Linked DNA regions of Sus scrofa: region 1 is linked to region 2. A link is a contact called in public Hi-C data. All regions are on one chromosome and are shown on one strand. Each heading gives the region's core, a stretch centred on a gene start, on an enhancer-like site or on the middle of the called end of the contact. The rest is flanking DNA. Distances are from core to core; before and after follow the strand shown. Region 1 overlaps CAST (calpastatin). Region 2 holds the start of LNPEP (leucyl and cystinyl aminopeptidase).

Region 1 (6,350 bases), core at 1,436-3,935, 220 kb after region 2:
GATCTGCTTCCTTTTTCCCCAGGCTTCCAGCCAAGGCTTCTACAGCATCATCTGGCACCATGCCCTTTGAAAAGCACATCCAGGGGGTATACTAAGTAGAAGGTTAATCACTCCTCTTAAAAGAGATTACAACAAACGATTCCGACTAGCACATCCTTATCTGAGGCCTCAAGGAGAAGCACATGTCATCTTTTCATAATTTGAAAAATCAACTGAATTAGAATAGAATCTATGTTTAAAGAACCTAAAGTGTTAAAAGTTAGGTTAAGTTTCTTATGGTCAACATTCAGTGGGTGTAATTTAATTATGGACACTGAGAAACTTACAAGACCTAACCAGTGTTTTGGTTTAGAAATAAGCGAGTCAATGGAATGGCTAACACCACAGAGAAGCTGAAAGCCCCAGGAAAGAAGAAGGAAGTGGTCTTTCTGTGATTTTTCCAGAGATGACACAGAAGAGATTTTCAGAAAAGCCCCAGCGAGGTCTTTCTTCCCAATGAAACAGGATGGCGCATCCTAGAGACGATGGCTCTAGCTGAGCCTCTTCTGAGGCACAGAAGCTTGTGTTCTCCATGTGGCTTCTACTGGTTAAAGTGGACTCATGCCAGTCAGGTGACAGCCCAAGAAAGACTAACCGGAGCAGAACAATGAGAACAGCCTACCTATGGTCCAGTTGTTGAAAATGAAATGTGATCCCTGTGACATAGTGAGCTCCAGTAACTATTTAAAATGAAACTAGATGAACACAGGCATAAATGGTATAAAGGGAAAATAAAGGAGAAATTATGTTTGTGCTCAAAGACAGGACTAAATCTGGCTTTTCCAAACCACAGGTCATAATCCATACAGTAGCAACTTATAAAATCAATTCAGTAATTAATGGCCAGGAATTTTTTTTAATAAGATTCGTTGTTGTTGTTGTTGTCTTTTTAGGGCCACACCTGCGGCATATGGAGGTTCCCAGGCTAGAGGTTGAATCAGAGCTCTAGCTGCTGGCCTATGCCACAGTCACAGCAATACCAGATCTAAGCTGCATCTGTGACCTACACCACAGCTCATAGCAACACTGGATCCTTAACCCATTGAGTGAGGCCAGGGATAGAACCTGTGTCCTTATGGATACTAGTCAGATTCGTTTCCACTGAGCCATGACAGGAATTTTTTTTAATGAAAGAATAGAAAATAGAATACATCATGCATATCAAAGATAAGTACCATACACTAAACTATTCCTTCTACTGTGTGGACCCTAGGTTGTAGTTTCCTACTGTTGGTGTTGGTCAAAAATGCAAAAGCCACTGAATTAAATAGTCTCAATGTTTATTCTTATCAAAAGCCTATGACCTTTTTAACCTAATTCCTTCTCAGCTTCTCCCTTAAAGAGACCCTAAAATGCATTTTGATTTATAACTGGAAATCTAAGTCTCACTGAAAGTATCATGTACGTTTGCATTACTTTTAACTGCTGTGTATAAAGGAAACTGTACCTTTTGACTTTTATCAGTTATTTATCTTTTGCACAGGGGAAAATAAATTACAAGTGACTAAGATTTTTTAAAAAATTAAAAATGGAAAAAAATGTGGAATACCTTTTGGAATTTTAGAGTAAAAGTGTCTTTCTGTTTTATATAGCTTAGCCATCCCCACCTAAGTAAGAAAAGTAGGTTTTCTGTTAAGCTTCACCACAAAAGAAAAGCTCTCCAGTGGATAAAGGGCAGCTGAGTGGAAAGTGATTTATCACCATCTAGTGGCTGGACATTGTATAGGTTTTTATTCCCGAGGGGAACAAACATCCCTGATGCATCCAAAAGGCTTGGGAGTATAGCTAGGTAAGAGTTGCAATAGGGCCCAAATTTTAGCCCAGCAATCTGAACTGCTTTCTGATCCACACTTACTTATGAGTCGCCTGCTCACACTTGTTTTCTCCTACTGTCTGCTGTAGAATCTTTGCAAACCCTGCTTCCCAAGCCTGTGCCCTTTGGCTCAAGAAATATGTGAAAAAGAGTTAGAAACGCTAGAAGGAGCAGTCTTAAGAGCTAAAGAATCTGGAAATAGGCTTAAGGACTGGAGCCTGTATTTCTGTTGTCAAATTGAGAGCAAGAAGGCAGGACTCTGGATCTGCTCAATAAACTTTCTTTTTCTATAAACTGGAACAGCAGAGGACAGACACCCCTCTCTCTGTTAGGCTTTCTGGTTTTTTTTTGTTTGTTTGTTTGTTTGGTTTTTTTTGTTCACTGATCCTTCAGCCTTTCTTGAGTTCTCTGACCTCTGTCACACGCTGTGTCTATTCTTTCTGGCTCCTGTGGATGTCAAATGCTCAGAAATGCCAAATGACCTCAGTGATGATAAACTCAGCAACTATGATAACCAGAGTCAGGGGAGTAGAGGCCCAGGAAAGGAGGGCAGAGAATGCAAAAACAAGAGCTCCTTTTTTTCCTGTCCACTAAAAATCCAATGTTCAAGTCTCTACAGTCAGGGTAAGGTTGGGAAGGAATCAGCTGGGCTCTCGAAGGCCCTGGCAGTTCCGCTTGGCACGAGAAGTAGATGACACGTGTTTAGGTCACAAGAGTTCTGCCCTGGAACAGTGGCTATTGTCCTTCTGATTCCAGTCACTGCCTCTGCCCCTTGTCCTTCACCAGCCTCTTCCCAGATTCTCTCCTCCTCTCCTGTTCTATCACTGTGACCTGTGGCCTGGCTCCCATGATGTGTAAGTTTTTGGAGAGTACCTCAAGACTCCCCCACCAAAAACAGCAGGTCATGTCCTGTTTCAGGCTAGGAGCAAGTCCCTGGACTGTGGGTGGATTTGCCGTTGGCACCCAGGATGCACCTACTCCTGGGTGCCAACGGCAAATTCAACTCCAACTGCCAAACCTACTCAGGGCACCCAGGACATGTGTCCTACACCTTTATCAAGGCCCCCTTTTCTCATACAACCAAATGCACATATCCCAAGGACCCCACGTGTGCCACACCTCTGTGCTGGCCTGTCCTCAACTTACGATTCTCCCCAGGAAATCAGTGCCGCTCCCACTGCTCGGTAGTATCCTGTCCTCCACCTCAAGCCTCTCCTGGAAAGGCGCTCCTTGCCCCCATGTTCCTTCTGCCCTTTTCCATCTGAGAACAATCAAACTGAACTGTAAGCTTGAGACCTGACCCATATCCATACTAGACTGGAAGGGAGCTGAGAGCAGGCGCCCTATCTTTTGTCCCAACTAAGGTTCTGTAAAGTTAAGTGAATGGCCCAAGGTCAACTCAAAGTTCATTCCTCTCATCTGTATGAGAGAGATGATCAAAAAAGATGAGTGTCCTTGGGCAAATTTAATGAGAAGATATGGCAGAGCAGCGAGGAGAGGTTAGTTATTCAGAATGTTGATTCACTAAGTCTATACTAAAGAAACTTAGTTCTACCGGCTGTTATTCTCTGAGTCAGATTCTATCTACTAATGGAAACAAACCTCACTGAATTCAAAGGAAAAGAGATTCTCTAGTTACTTACACTTCACACGACAACTGGCAAGAGAGAGGGGCAAGAGAGGAAGGAAAGGGAGAGGACGTGAGTCCATCTGCCCTCCCCTCTGGTGGGAGAAGGGAGGAGATAATGATGAAGGTGCACGTTATTCCACCAAGAGAGCCAGTAAAAAGTAGCATCGAGCTGTTTGTGGGACTCCCGATCGGCTTGAAAGGCACCAGAAGGTGAAAATTATCCACCACAGCTGAGCAACTAGAAAGAATCTCAGAAAGTAAAAACAAAAACAAGAAACACAGGAGCTCCTGTTGGGGCTCAGTGGGTTAAGAACTCAACATAGTGTCCGTAAGGATGAGGGGTCGATCCCTGACCTTGCTCAGTGGGTTAAGGATCTAGCGTTTGTTGCAGCTGTGGTGTAAGCCTGCAGCTCCGGCTCAGATTCAACTCCTATCTGGGGAACTTCCACATGCCACAGGTGCGACCGTCAAAATAAATAAACAAATAAATAAATAATAACAGATGCAGTAGGTGAATTCAAATTTTAAACTTGGCCTGCATTTCTAGCTCCTCCCTTTAGTTTGAAGGATGGAGGATGATATAGCTTTCTAAGATTTAATTTTTATTTGTTAGAATAAAGTAATAGGGTGGTACCACACAGCAGGGAGGGCAGCGGAAGAAGAACATTACATTCTGAACAAGACATCCGTCTGGCCCAGAGGATCACTCACCGTAGCTGGCTTTGGGGGTGCCGACTGCACACAGCACAAGGAGGTCCGAGACACGGCCTCTCCCACAGGAGTAGGGGCAGTGGCCTGAGACTCCTGTGGAAAGAAATCAGGTATGATGACAAACTTTTGGAAGTATCTGGTTAGTAAAAACTGAACAACAGTGGACCAACAATGCACTCTGCTATACTACATGCTATGAACATGATTTTTCTTGAATGCTTAAGGATTGTGAGTAAGTACATAAGTCAGGGCCACATTAAAACTCTTGAGCTACCACTACTTCAACTGGGTTTCACCTCTTACCGTAGGTAGGTAGGTTACTTCTGAGACACAGTCTCCACATCCGTAAAATGAGAATAACAATAGTACCTACATTTCAAGGGTTGATAAGGGCTTTTAATGAGATAAGCATGCTAAGTGCTTTGCACACTACCTGGTAATACATCAAGCTTAATTTCTATTTATTATTATTTATATTATTTGCCATTATATAATATATAACAATAATATACCAACCATACAATGCAATATGGTATTTATTTAAGTACATCAGTTTTATAAATCTCAGAGAACCTTGTAAAGTGTAAATAGTGATGCACAAATGCAAGGTATTAAGACTATCCCAGGGGTTCTAAAAGTGAGGTCCCTGGACCAGCAGCCTCAGAACTACAAGGAAACTTGTTAGAAATGCAAATTCTTGGGCCCCATCCTAACATACTAAATGAGGAATTCTGGGTGTGGGGAAAAGCCAGCTGTGATTTGACACACCCTCTAGGTCATCCTGATGAATGCTAAAGTTGGAGAATCACTGTGCTATTTTGTCCAAGAGTGAAATTTAAAACTTTTCAAACGTGATTGCTTTTGAAATTTCAAATTTCAAGAGTGATTGCTTGGAGTTCCTGTTGTGGTGCAGCAGAAACAAATCCAACTAGGAACCATAAGGTTGCGGGTTCGATCCCTGGCCTCGCTCAGTGGGTTAAGGATCCGGCATTGTCGTGAGCTGGGGTGTAGGTCACAGACTCGGCTCAGATTCCACATGACTGTGGCTATGGTATAGACCAGCAGCTGTAGCTCTGATTAGATCCCTAGCCTGGGAACCTCCATCTGCTGCAGGTGCAGCCCTAAAAAAAAGATAAAAAAAAAAAGTGATTGCTTTTTAACTTAGACATTTATGGAAGCCTATCCTATATGCAAAGCTGCTCCGCAGATATAATTAATAGCGCATGAACACTTCTTTCAAGGAACTTGCTATTTTAAAATATGTATAGGAGTTCCCATCATGGCTCAGTGGTTAACCAATCTGACTAGGAAACATTAGGATACGGGTTTGTTCCCTGGCCTCGTTCAGTGGGTTAAGGATCTGGTGTTGCCGTGAGTTGTGGTATAGGTCGCAGAAGTGGCTCGGATCCCACATTGCTGTGGCTCTAGCATAGGCTGGAGGCTACAGCTCTGATTCGACCCCTAGCCTGGGAACCTCCATATGCTGTAGATGTGGCGCTAGAAAAGACAAAAAGACAAAAAATAAATAAATAAGTAAATAAATAAATAATATGTATAAATGTTAGAATACAACATGAACACTTCTTTCAAGGAACTTACTATTTAAAAATATGTATAAATGTTAGAGAACACAAGGCAAACAAGACCTGCTTTGTAACAAATGCCTTAACAGGGATATACAAAGAAAGCATGACAGGCAGCCCCCTGGTGTGTTGTAATTTGCTTAATAAGAGTTGGAAGGGTGGTAAGGTTTGGGATATCAAATGCAGGAGACAAAGGTCATATTTTAGCAGGGCCTTAAAGGGATGACTAAGATTTGAGTTGATCTAGAATTTGGAGAGAAGGTTATTCCAGGCAGAAGGAACCAATGAGAAAAGCCATAGAGACACACAAGCACTTACTGTCATAATTTAGGGATGAGGGGACACATCTTGGCAGGAAAGGAAGCTGGGTTCTAAACAGATGAGCAGGAAGTTTCATTTTATAGGGAATGAAAATCTCCTGAGGGCGGGAGCAGGGGAATACTATGGCTACAAACATGCTTGAGAAACAATAATGCTGGTGGACACACAGGATGGGCCAGAAGGAGACCAAAGATAGAGGCCACGGCCATTTTGAGGTAAAGGGTGATGACAACTTTAAGTCAGTTACAGAAGC
Region 2 (6,342 bases), core at 2,457-4,956:
GCCTAACCTCAGCCCTCATTAATCAGATCCTGAGGGTGAGCCTTGCATTTCCATTCCTTAACATAAATTTAAATTATTCCAAAATACCCCAACCCTGCATGCAAATGAGGATAAATAAAACTAGGCAGTCATCATGTAATTACTTGCCCTAATCTGCTATATCTATCAAAAGACCTAGAGAGTTGCTATCTTCTTTTCATCTGTTTATTTTCTGGTGATATATAAATCACTACTTCCTAAGAGTTTCACTTGTACCTACCTAACAGGACATAATAGTTACTGCCAAACCAATCCTGAAGACTAGACCAGCACATTTCTCTCCCCATAAAAAAGATCCAAAGTCAGACTTGATATGTAGTCTTCAGCATAACAGTCACCAGTCCCTACCAAGGGCAAGACCAAAAATATCTTCTGAGCCAAATGGAAATTCTTGGCAATAACGTCCTTCCTTTTAAGCCCTTTCTGGAGAAATGCATGTTAAATGGGTTACAGTAGTGAGTTACCTTGACAGGTTAACACAGGATGGTCATCAAATACATTCATTATTATATTAGCAGGCAGAGAGCAGGATTCCCCTCCACCCCCAAAATGAGCCATACCAGCAGCAAGTTTTGACAGAAAACATGAACAGTAGAAAAAGCCTTACTGAACTAGATGGGTATTGAAAACCAAAAGGACAAAACAAAAACTACGTTTGCCCCCTTTTAGATGGTGAAATTATTGACAATATTTTAACAGAAAGATATGTGGTCCCAAATTACTGACTTTTTGTTGTTGTTAAGCTCTCACATCTCCCTCCATACACAGAGCTATAGGAGAAAGTGTAAGTGGTAAAGATTTTATTAAAAGGTAATAAATGTGCAGCAAAAGCCCACACCAAACTTAATGAATCCTGTAATCATAAACTCTATGAGTAATGAAATACTCTGCACCAGAACACCCAGGCCTACAGGAGAACTAGACATACATGTTCACATACTCAAAAGGATTAAGTACAAAGATAAATGTACTTTCCACTATACCATGTACTGATTGAAGACACTAAAGAATTCTACAACTATCCTTCAAAAGTTCTGGAATAAATAGAGTCTATTTTAAACCTGAAAAGCACCTCGAATTTCTAGGACCTCATTTCTTGTTGACTTTAAATGCTGTAGTTTCTATTCTGCTTGTTAAAGGCTGCTAGATAAGGCTCCAAGGAGTGATTAACATATTAACTAAAATAATACATTGCTAAACTGTCTCCAGCACAGACTCTGAAAATCCAGAAGATAGATAGGAAAGGATTAGAAATCCAATTTCCGACCTGAAAGTTGAAGCACTGCTTCTTTTTTGTTCTCCTCTCTGGGACTTTTCCACTGCCCTTCCAAATGTGACAATTTGCAAATATTCATATCAAGAGCAGCATATGCCAAGGAGAAAAGGCCCCAGTTTTAAGACTTGAGAATGTACTTTAATTCTGTGGGCACAGGTTCACCAAATCAGCTGGCAATAATCTTGACCAAATGGGTGACTCAGCCTTGTTGTGGGGAATGTTTTGTTTTGTTTTAATTTAAAGGCAACTTCACATTTAAAATCCTGCAAACAGGGAAGCTCCAAGCGTTCTACCTCAAACAAAGAAAAAAGCCTTGGAATACTCATCGGAAAGGATTTAAGGATTTGTATTAGAAATGTTCTACACCAAAGTACCAGATGGTCTCCAGGGTTCCTTTCAGCTCAAATCTCCCTTATTTTTCTTAGTAACTGTACTAGACTACTCTTGGAGCCCTAGTAATTACAAATAGAACCTGAATGAGAAAGAAAATTCAGAATTAATGTTATCATCATTAAGCCTAATTAAATAGTACAGACAGGAAGATGGCAGTAGAATAAAGCATTCTGAATTATGGACAGGGAGAATATAATGAGTGGTTCCCAGGCCCATGAATGAAACACAGCAAACAGCAAAGTCTGGATAGGGTCTGATACAAAGTGCACGTCTCTGACTCATGGATGGCAACTGACCCACTCAAACAGGGGTTCACTTTGCCATCCATTAATGCGACAAACCATCTACCATTAAGTAATCAACCACCCGCAGGAAAGTGAAAGGTCAACTAGAAAGTGAATCTTCTAATATTGGTGTGAGTCCTCCCTTACTGGCTGTTTCACTACTTTCTGTCCCCAAAGGGATTCCAAATACTGAAAGCTGCAAAACTGTAAGACATCTCACTTCTACATTGTGACTCCCGCACTTCTGGTCCAAACAGAAGCCATCGTTTTAAGCAGGGTGGGATTTATTCCCTCCTTTCAGTAAAGGGCTGTGGCTGTTTGCAGGGCATCCTGCAGGCTCCTGCTTTGACTCTGGCCTCAAGTCACATTGTGATATCATTGTGACGGACCCTTGATATTTAATGAGTCTTCAACTGAAAAACTGGTTATCGGAAGCCAGGGAAAGGAAGCTTGAACGCTCTGCGTAGTGCCTCCGCATCAGACTGGAGGGTGGCAATGCGGGGAGGAACCTCCTGGGAACACAGCAGGGGTGATCAAGCCTTTCTGCAAGTTTCTCCTCCTTCCACTAAATTAACCTGCTAAGCCCCCACCCCCACCCCGTCCTATTAGGAAAAGTCACGCCGGCAACTCGCTGAAGGACAGGGGGATAGCTCCCGCCGCACCACCGAAGTTGTCTTTGGTAAGGGCCGCGGCTTAACTCTTCCTGCCCAAAAGCTGTGGCCAACACCCCCTTCTCCCGGGCAAACGCAGCTGCCAACTTTCCCGTTGCCCCCTGATCTGCGCAAAACAGCCTAAACTTTGCTGTTCGCCCACCTGGGCGCGCAGCAGAGCGTACGGTCGGGCCACACCGACGACGCCCCCACCCTGGGCAAGCGATGGCACTGACCTTCACACCACTCCCCAACTCCGCGACACCGGCCGCCTCCCGCCCCCTCCCCCGAGCCTCGAACTGCTTTCCCCGTCCCTCTCCACTGCCCCTAAGCCCTCACGGGAAACCCGCGGTCGGTGCGACTGCAGCTCGACCTCGCGTGTCACACTGCCCACGACCCTCTTGCCCCAGAGAGCGTCTGACCCCGGGTCCTCCGGCCGCCCACTCACCATTGGTGAAGGGCTCCATCTTCCCCCGGCCGCAGCTCCTTACAGCAGGAGCGTCCAAGCTTCCTACTCCGAACGCTGAAGCGGCCCTACCAACTGAGCATGCCCAGCGCAGCGCCGAGGTCTGTCGGGGAGGTGCCGCGAACAGCGGCGCCGCTCCGCTCGCTCGAAAATCCACAGCTCCGTGTTTTAGCGACAGCTGCAGAGAGCGAGGGAAACTAGAGGAAAAAGCACTGCACAGGCCCCAGCGGATTCCAGGGAGTGAAGAGGAGGGAGAGGGTTAGATCTGGGGGCGGGCCGGGGGGGGCGTGACCGGAACAAGCCCCGCCCCTGACAGAAAAGGCCAGCAACTCGGTCTGTTTCAGTGCCCAGAACAGCGGTCAGTCATTAAGCAAATGTGATAGCCTATAACGTCCCGGCCAGGCCCGGCCCGGCCTTAGGAGCCGGGAACCCAGCTCCGCGCTGGTAAAACACAGTCATTGCCTCCGTCGAGGAGACATTCCAGAGACAGATAATAAACAAACACAAGACACACGAGATTGATATAAATGCCCAGCTCAGCATTAAATCTAGGTGATGTGACGGAGATTGAGTGGGTCGCTAATTCGGATGCTTGTTGAGGAGAGGCCTGGAAGGTGCCACTGTAGCCAAGATCTGAAGGCAAAGCAGGATCTATGGACGAAGGTCGCTCCCGGACTGCGAAGCTTCGGTTTCCCTGGGGAGTGTGGCCCCGGGGAGCTCACTCTGCTAAGGCTTGAGGGAGCAGGCACTGTGGGTCGTCTTGGCAGGGCTGCTGGCTCACATCACAGAGGTCCCATGCTCTCGGTGGCCTGACTGAAGTGGGGGAAGACCCCCAAGGAGTCTGGGCGGCTAGCGGATCGGGGCGCGGCATCTACAGGCAGGCGGATCACAAAACCTGGCACTGGATCAGACCGGGGCCGCGGGAGCCGCAGGATGTGGGCTGAAGGCCTGCCCCGCCAGCCTTAAATCAACACCTGCGGCTCCCCGGGGTGCAGCCGCTGCTGCAGGTGGCCAGGCCAGCAGAGCTAGGCCGGAGAAAGCGAAACTCTCTTTGTCGCCCCCGCCCTCCAGCACTGGAGCCCTCAACTCCAGTCTCCAGCCCCCATAGTTTCCAGTGTCAAAGCCGGGCGACCCGGCGAACCATTGAAATGAAATAACCAGGGGCCTGGGGAGCCCGGGTGATGCTCTTCCAGGCCTCACTTCATCATCCCTTGCTCTCTGTGCGGATCGCCGCTATGCTGCGGAGTTCGGGGCGCGCTGCATCGCCTCCTGCCCCTCATCGCTCTTCTGTCCTCCCCAAACGCAGCCTTGGCCTCAGCAGCAACTTGGCTCCCGCTGTGCCTCACTGCGCCTGCCAACTGTCACACGCTTCTCTGAGGCTGTCAACAGCAGGGCGTCCGGTGCAAACAAGCCCGTGGCAAGCGCAAACAGCCTGGGCAAACAGGGCTGGCAGTACTGTTTGTTGTTTGACCTGCGTGGGAAATTGAAATTAGGTTTCAAAGAAGTAAAATCCAAGTAAAATATTGTATTTTGCAATATTGTATTCTTAAATGTCTGTTGAATTAAATCACCCACTTGCGCTTTAAAATCTCCAGTGGCTACCAATCACACTTAGGATAAAAGCGAAACTCTTTCCCTAACTCTAGGACTTTATCTCCTACACGTGCTTACTATGCTTTGTCCACAGAGGCTTTCTGGCTGTTCCTTAAAGTCGCCAATTTACATTAAACCATTCCAACTGCATGGTCCTCATGGAAGAACTGTTCCTTCTGCATGGTACTTCGACTGCTGGTTCCTTCTTGTATTTTAAGTCTCATCTCAAAGGGCTTCTCTGAGAAGAGCTCTTTCCTGGCCACACAATGGAAAATAGGTGCAAACATGGTCTATTCTATAAAGACTGGGTTCTGCTTTATTGTAGTCACAGCACTTAAGGCTCTCAACGTTTTGTTTGTTCTTACATTACTATGAATCTTCCTCTCAAGAATGCAAGGCAGGGTCATTACCTTTATAAAGGGCTGTATCCTAATCCCTAGATAGATACGCAATAAATAATTTGTGAATGGATGCAGTGGTATTTAGAGTTCTAGTTCACTTGCAATGTTTAAAACCGCCTTCCAGAGAACATTTCTATATTGAGTGGTGCCTTTGTGATCAGTGCAGAGAAGGTGTCTGTATCATATGATACCTCCAAGCTGTTCTTTTCCCATTGTGTTAAAGATAATCAGAGCCCTTAGGCTACCTCCTCAAACCTCCCACCCCCAACAGAACCAAAAATAGGAAGTGAACCACAGGGGTTGGTACATAAGTGGTCAGATATGATATAATATAGGCAATGCTGGATTTTGTCAAAAGGATCCCACACATTGCATTGCCTAGATAGGAGGCTCTTACCTATATTTTAGGTCATGTCTTTTCCCTTTGGAGTTATTTTCCTAGTCAAAGCACTTAGTATCAGAGATATTTAAAACTCCACAGCTTGTTAAATTCCCTCTTTTCACCTCACCTGTAAGCTAGTCTATCATGCTTTTAAGTGTGAAACAGGTTATTTGTGTTCGATCTTAAATACTTCAATTTTGCAGAGACTAGTAAAAATGTTTCACCATTGCACTAGCAAATACAGGAGGATCATTATGTCTTTTTAGATTTCTTTGACGTAGAGACAAATAACTATCCTCTCTTTGCCAACCTCTTGCCTCTCACCCCTCCCATTTCTACACAGTCACGCAAATATGCAAAGGACCATTTAAAGGCTTGTGGGTTTGTATTGAATGTAAAAAAAAAAAAAAAAAAAAGTAAACAAAATCAGAATGTTTCAGAATCCTAACTACCTTCAAAAGAATAAAAATAAATTTTGTTTTGTTTTATTCTGGGTTTTCGTTTTTTTGGATACCATTTTTTATTTGTCCTCATAAAGCCTTTTTGAGAGACCACAGTTGCGCAGATTCACTACTGAAACACACTGTTTCAGTCTTTAACCTCCTCCCATCCTTCCACACAGAACTTCCTCTTTAGTTAAGGGCATAAACTTAAATTATTATGAAGCGACTATTCACTCTCAGAGAAGATAGTGTGACATTATTTACTATTCTAATTTACTATTTTCAGAATCATTGATGTCTACCATTTAACATTTGAAAGTCATAAATTTGGAGGGCTAATTATAAAATATATAGCATGAAAAGAAAAAAATGAGCTCCTTGAACAAACAGGATTTATTTATGAAGCAGCAACAAA

The links. Hi-C and Micro-C count contacts between places; a contact is called where the count stands out from the background.
Region 1: a Hi-C map of retroperitoneal adipose tissue shows a contact between it and region 2, with 1.6 times the contacts expected there. The contact joins the enhancer-like site here to the promoter of LNPEP in region 2. A contact is called at or near these places in 1 of 5 promoter capture datasets (fetal liver), 3 of 47 Hi-C or Micro-C datasets (fetal heart ventricle, fetal skeletal muscle and retroperitoneal adipose tissue) and 2 of 2 datasets of contacts at active chromatin or transcription factors (alveolar macrophages and skeletal muscle).

The regions. Positions count from the first base shown.
Region 1 is chr2:103,348,171-103,354,520 of Sscrofa11.1, reverse strand. CAST (calpastatin) reads right to left here. Exons shown (of 31, transcript NM_214067.1): 20 at 4,194-4,286; 21 at 1-64. Among named protein-coding and RNA genes, the nearest start is that of ERAP1, 64 kb to the left of the region's middle. Within about 2 kb of position 2,685, at least 12 of the 83 cell types and tissues checked have an H3K27ac peak or open chromatin away from gene starts, as enhancers often do. A contact at or near this core is called in retroperitoneal adipose tissue, where this site is marked.
Region 2 is chr2:103,565,730-103,572,071 of Sscrofa11.1, reverse strand. LNPEP (leucyl and cystinyl aminopeptidase) reads right to left here and starts at 3,706. Exons shown (of 18, transcript NM_001105291.1): 1 at 3,091-3,706. The coding sequence starts at 3,109.